2 separate regions of the Danio rerio genome follow, and region 2 is linked to region 1. Evidence: chromatin contacts called from public Hi-C data. All regions are on one chromosome and are shown on one strand. Each heading gives the region's core, a stretch centred on a gene start, on an enhancer-like site or on the middle of the called end of the contact. The rest is flanking DNA. Distances are from core to core; before and after follow the strand shown. Region 1 holds the start of ncapd3 (non-SMC condensin II complex, subunit D3). Region 2 holds the start of melk (maternal embryonic leucine zipper kinase).

Evidence for each region. Hi-C and Micro-C count contacts between places; a contact is called where the count stands out from the background.
Region 2: a Hi-C map of an unstated tissue shows a contact between it and region 1, with 4 times the contacts expected there. The contact joins the promoter of melk here to the promoter of ncapd3 in region 1. A contact is called at or near these places in 3 of 18 Hi-C or Micro-C datasets (caudal fin, hematopoietic stem cells and an unstated tissue).

The regions. Positions count from the first base shown.
Region 1 is chr1:23,130,994-23,134,302 of GRCz12tu, forward strand. It overlaps ncapd3 (non-SMC condensin II complex, subunit D3), which reads right to left and starts at 2,002. Exons shown (of 35, transcript NM_200330.1): 1 at 1,910-2,002; 2 at 1,193-1,347; 3 at 947-1,109. The coding sequence starts at 1,961. primpol (primase and polymerase (DNA-directed)) reads left to right here and starts at 2,296. Exons shown (of 14, transcript NM_001037378.2): 1 at 2,296-2,367.
Region 2 is chr1:23,447,456-23,450,706 of GRCz12tu, forward strand. melk (maternal embryonic leucine zipper kinase) reads right to left here and starts at 1,955. Exons shown (of 18, transcript NM_206888.2): 1 at 1,751-1,955; 2 at 775-855; 3 at 590-675; 4 at 314-430; 5 at 82-225. The coding sequence starts at 838. frmpd1a (FERM and PDZ domain containing 1a) reads right to left here. Exons shown (of 17, transcript XM_005170936.5): 17 at 2,435-3,251.

The DNA.
Region 1 (3,309 bases), core at 752-3,251:
TCTTTTTGCAAGTCATAATCGTTTTATTAAAATGAAGTAATAACTAATAAAATTCAGTTGTATTACTTTACAAATAGTAACTTTGTAAATGTAATAAATCTGACTTTTCTCACTACTGATTTTAATCCAATAACTTTTTTGATGAACTATACTATTAATTCAATTTAAAAATGAGAATTTGTAAAGTGTTATCTATCCGCTAGTTAAGTGTGACATCACATGAAGCAGTTCATCAAACTTTATGGGGAGACTCAACAAATGATAATAATAAACTTTTACCAAGCAATGTTATACTTTTGAAAATCACGATCACTATATATATATATATATATATATATATATATATATATATATATATATATATATATGTAACTAACATCTGCCCAACATCTGATGGCCAGAAAGTGATAATTTTTTTATATAGATTGTTAAAATATTGGTGTCTTTGATGCAGCAAGTCCAGAGACTGTTGCTTACACCATGATTTGATATAAAATTCACTTTACTGTGTGATATGACTAAAAAGTGGTCATAAACAAATATTTTCTCAATTCAAATGAGTTGCGGCTTGGACCCGGTAAAAGTATTTCATACGTCACCAATACTTCATGACTTAACCAGCAGATTGTACTTCATAATGCTTTAGCAATTTATTTGGCTGAAACATTTATTTACTCTGAACATAAATATACAATAAAACAATACAGTAAAAGTTGTTGTTGTTGTTATACCTGTTAAAGCTTAGGTCTATATTGTGATAATACCATATACCATGATAAAACCTCCAGCGAATAATCCCAAAAATAACATTCGGTATCACCATCCTTAAGCCTAAATTTATACAATGGTTTGGGTTGTGGATAAGACATCTGCATTAGTATACAACCTGAAATCTGATATATATTCAAGAGAAATTCAGCATTAGGTGAAGGAGTTGCAATCTGACCTGGTATTTTCAGCAGTAACAAGTACAGAGATGCTGCCTGGAGACCACAAAGTCTCTGTTCAAGACTGGGACTTTTGGTTTTAGCACTGAGGATGAAGTAAGACAAGACAGCCACCAGAGTTTTTGCAGAGACACCGTTCTCACCAAACACCACCCACACATTCTGAGGGGAAAACCAGAGGGGGTTTGCACAAATACTGACCAATAAACATTACAATTAAAAGTCACTGCCTTGTAATCTTATACTTCTGTGTTGTTGTCATCATCCTCATTGGAGAAGGGAAGCAGCTGCATGTACACCTTCTTGAAGACATCTGGGGTTTCCTTTATTTCCTTCTCAATAACAGGGTCAAGAGGGTCTGTGTGGGTGAACTCGAAATCCCACACTGTATCCACCCAGGCTGAAACACGCATTACAGAAAACAGTTACATTACAGAAAATGATGCCAATAAATAATGCAGACATTGCATTAGGTTTTAAGATGCACACAGTTATCAAGTGACTTGTTTATTTAGAAAGATATATTAAATTGTATAATTAAATATAAATGTACATAGTTGTGTGTGTGTGTATGTTTGTGTATATATATATATATATATATATATATATATATATATATATATATATATATATATATATATATATATATATATACATACATACAGTGAAACTGAAAACGCAAATCACTGTAAGTTAACGTTAGCGGTTCAGATAATAGGCTAGTTAAACATCATGTAGACATACAAACAGTGGCATTGCAGAATAAACAGCTTCGCATAAAACATCCTACATTCTGCTGTATTACAGAAGACTGCTCAAAACCAAAACAAGCCCTCGGGATGACAGCATCGGTCGCAGTTCAGCGTTTATCGAGGTTTACTAAATCATTACATACAAAACTCGTATACATATACGATCGGTTGTTACTGTTATATGGTGTTTACAAAAAAATGCCACTATACCTGTAGACACGCTGCTCAATTTTAATAACTGCAAAGCGCGTATCAACTCCATCTTAGTTCAAAATAACGCGCCAACAGCTCTATAGTGGAACCAGTGGAACATTACAAATCCCAGCATGCATAGCGGCATACGCAAGCGAACTCATAAATATTAATTAGGCAACGATCTTCTTATTTATTTTTCTTTTTTTAAAACCAAAGTAAAATCATAAATGCATGTACAAAAAACTATAAATATTCAATATCACAGTAAATAAAAACAATCCAAAATGCAAGTAGATGTCAAATAACGTTGAGGAGAAGTCACCATAATTAATATTCATGAAACACGTAAATCAAGCGCATGCGCAAGTTTTCATCCGTACGACGTACATTTACGCGGGTTCCTCAAAATACGTGTTTCGGACTGTAAACATGCAAAAACAAAACAGCTAAGGAGTATAAAAGGAGAATAACAAGTAGGTGACCAAATCTATGCGTATCACTAATTTAAAAAAGTAAGTTAGCACTAGTGTTAAAATGTACATACATTTCCTATGGTTTACTTGTAACACCTCTGCTACGTATTCCTACATTTGTTTGACAATTTCCACTTGAAGATCTGTCAGTCTGTATATTTGTTATATTGATTACTTTTTAAGTTTCCATTGTTGACATTGGACGTTAATTACAGTTAGCAAACATTAAAAGATACTTTTAAAAAGATAGAATCTTGTTTTTGTTAATTTCACCATTAGTAAATATAACATTTGGTTTTTATAATGAATTAACAAATATTTAATGGACATGGGGCAGGTGTTATTGGTAATGGACAGCTTTATGTCTAAATTTAAAGATAAATATTGTAATAACAAATGTTTTGCTCATTGTTAGTTTACACATTGACTAATGTTAACCACAATGGAGATTATTTTGAGCTTTTACTGTAACATTTTGTGCATCTGCGATCATTATTTATGATTATAAAATGACCAAATGTATTGATAGTGGATTGATGCACTCCTCAATTTACAATTTCAACAGAGCATTAATTTAGATTGATTGATTGAATTTGAAGGGTGTGGATTGTATATATAAAATAAATTGCATGCAAAAATAATTAAAATAAATGTTAAATAAACAGTGCTGTATGGTTTTCTTTATAGTCAAACATTAGTCAAGTACAGAAATTGAATAATGTAAAATAACTCTGTATAATCTTCATTGCATTAATTTAAAAAAATCTTCTTTAAAGTTCCAAATGTACTTTTTTGTGGCCAAAATGCTTTAAACTCTCTTGAAATGCCTTTGAAACACATGTAAATGATAAAGTTTCTGTCTGTTATGGTTATGCTTTGCAAAGACTCCACAAATCTCATGTACTCTCAACTGTTGTGCTGTTCAACTATAATCCTTACTCA
Region 2 (3,251 bases), core at 705-3,204, 320 kb after region 1:
CTCACAATACCGGCACCTGTCTAGATAGTGAAGGCAATTTTTAATTCAGAGTCGACAACCCTTTTTCAAAGACAAACTCACAGGTTTGAGGTCTCGATGGGCATAACCTTGGCTATGAACATAGGCCAACGCAGAGATGATCTGGCGAAAAAACACTCGGGTCTCTTCCTCTGATAACCGATCTTTAGCAATGATGTAATCAAAGAGTTCTCCTCCAGGACAGTACTGATAGATTGACAAGATACATGCAGTTAAACATATGAAGATTAATAGGTATTCCTTAAACATCAGAACCACATTCAGCAAAGCATACCTCAAGCACCATGTAGATTTTGCTTGTGGTCTCAATGACATGGTAGAGACGACATACATGTTGATGACTGAGGTTCTTCATTGCCTCAATCTCTATCTTTACTCTGGGCAGATCATCCTAGTAACATAAACACTTGAAAGACACTATTCTGAATTTCAAAAGTAAATTAAATCTCAATATCAGGAATAAATTCAGAAATAACTTCCTTCGTAATTATTAAGGTACTCATTCAAATGTTGTGATTCATGGTAAAGGCATTTAAAATGAATAACAAACCCCAAGATCTTTTTTCTCCATTATTTTGATGGCTACTTTCTCTCCTGTCAGTTTGTGTCTGCCAAGTTTGACCTTGGCAAACCCACCTGTGGATTAGAGTGGAATTCAATTGTACTCTTTATTGAAATTCTCTCTATATATAAATTATATATTATATATATAAATAAACAATTGAGGGACATTACCTGAGCCAATGGTTTCATAAACCTCATAGTGCTTGAGGAGTTCAGAAGTGCTGTCTACTGGCATACTGAATACACATACACCTGCATCAGAAACAGCATGCTTTTTAAACATATTAACATGAGATATGTTTAAAACCTCCTAACTGTCAATATCCCACAGGTGAGACACTTCTTTCTTAGTTTCTGAGTTTGTTTCTTAGCCTGAACTTATCTAGATGAACTACTTATAATACGTATATGATATAATTGATATAATATATCATTTTCAAAATAATAAATATTTTGAAATAAATTGTTTTAAGAGACAACATTACCACTGTATGTTAGCAACAATTCAAAATGTAAAAATAAATCTGTGGAGCATCAGTTTAAGTCATTGATATATAATTTACTTGCAAAACAAAAATATAAGAACAAAGAAAATCAGCTTTGAAAAAAACACTTAAGTAAATTTCACAGGCTACCAACTTTCATCGGCATATGTTTGTTTTGAGCATAAACTCCACGGGTCTAGAGAATTAAGGAAGCTATTCTTGCAGTATTTGCAACATGTCATGTAACTTAATTGGTTTAATGATAAAATAACTAAAATTTTGAAACAGTGAGTTAGGACGTTTTATGCTTGTTAGAAAGCCTCACGTCGTTTGCAATGTCGGTGATCATAACAACGGCACACAAAAGTAAAGTTTCAAGCACAAAGCCTAAACTTTATGTTCAACATTCAACTAAATAAATTTTTCTATCATTTTCTCGCCGTGAATGTGGCAATCATCTCCTCTTCCTAAAACTGTAACGTTACTAACGTTAGATCAGACAGTCGCACAAAAAGCGACGTATAAATCAGTATATCACACAAAATATTTTTTAAATGGAACTGGGTAGAAATATCATTAGTCATTAAATTACCTGACGTACACGCAGTACAGATTTATGAAAAGGGTTTGTTTTGACTGACATGTTTTAATAACAGACTTACCAACTGTGCTCCAATGATGGTCTTTAAAACGCCGATAAAAAAGAGCTCAAAACAACAAATAATGTACAATTTAAGAATGAAAACAGACAATCGGTTACGTTGTTACTTAAAAATTCGAATGTTTTCAATGCGATAAAATTACAACTTGGACTACCAAAACAATTCATTTGAACATGTTTTAAAATTTGAATTTCCCCCTTGGTGTCAGACGAGTTCCTGTTTCCGGTTACGGTTATACGGTAAAAGTCCTTTTGATCGTGATCCAGAAGTGTTTTGTTTCCCCAAATCAATCGCCTTTATAACTGAATAGAAAAGAAATAACGATACAGAAGAGTTTCTGCCGTGTTACTAATTCCAGGTCAGGTTTCATGGCAATATACTCTCATACATACATATAAAGCATAGCTAATTTCAACGTAAACAGCCATTTGAATCTGACACCTAACGTTACATGAAATATAATTGAATGAAATGTAATCTATCTACCCCCTGAATTAGATTATCCTTGAATCATTTTCTTAAAAAAACTGACCCCAAACTTTTGACCAGTGTATCTATCTATCTATCTATCTATCTATCTATCTATCTATCTATCTATCTATCTATCTATCTATCTATCTATCTATCTATCTATCTATCTATCTATCTATCATTTTAAATTTAATAATAAAAAAATACATCACAGTCATTTGGAACTAATTTTAATGGGGTGAATACTGCATTACAATGTTGGTTTTCATAATCCATCCATACACTCACTGATCACTCTTTCAATCATGCATTCATTTTCTACATGCAGCCTTGCCCACTATTTTCAAGAAATACAGTATGCCTATGGCTTACAGCATGCCTTATAAGTAAAGAGTACATGGCAGCTTTTTGGTATTCAGACACATGTACTTGTGGGTAAATGACCTTGCTTATAATTTAGTCATTTGCTATCTTTACGCACTCATATTTGTAATTTTCTGTCACCTTTGAACGAATTTCTACAATAATTTGATCATTGTATGGTGATTATATGAGCAGTGTTTTGTGAGGACTGGAAAAATAGGAGGAATGAATATAAAGAAATGACTTGTCTGTGAAAAAATAAACGAATAGCACCAAAATTAGATTGCTTCTATTTAAATTATAGATTGCTATTAAACAATTATATTGTTCCTCCACATCTATGATCCAAATTATCCTACCTTCTTGAAGTTAAACCTGTAAAGCATATGCAGATGTTGATTGAAAAATCTGCAATCACTCTGCAAATTCATTCATCCATCGGCTTTGGTATATTCATCTTAAAGAACACAAAAATGTTACTGCCTACTCAAGAAAATGTTGTTTGTATTTTGTAAACATTTATAACCCAGGTGATTACTGCAGAACACTTTTAGAGCATTATCTAATAGAAAGTAGGCATGGCAGACAGAAGAAAATTTACTGTATGTGCATAACATTGGTTAGAATAGTAGTGAGAAAGCAAGCAAGAGATAGCAAATTTAAGGAG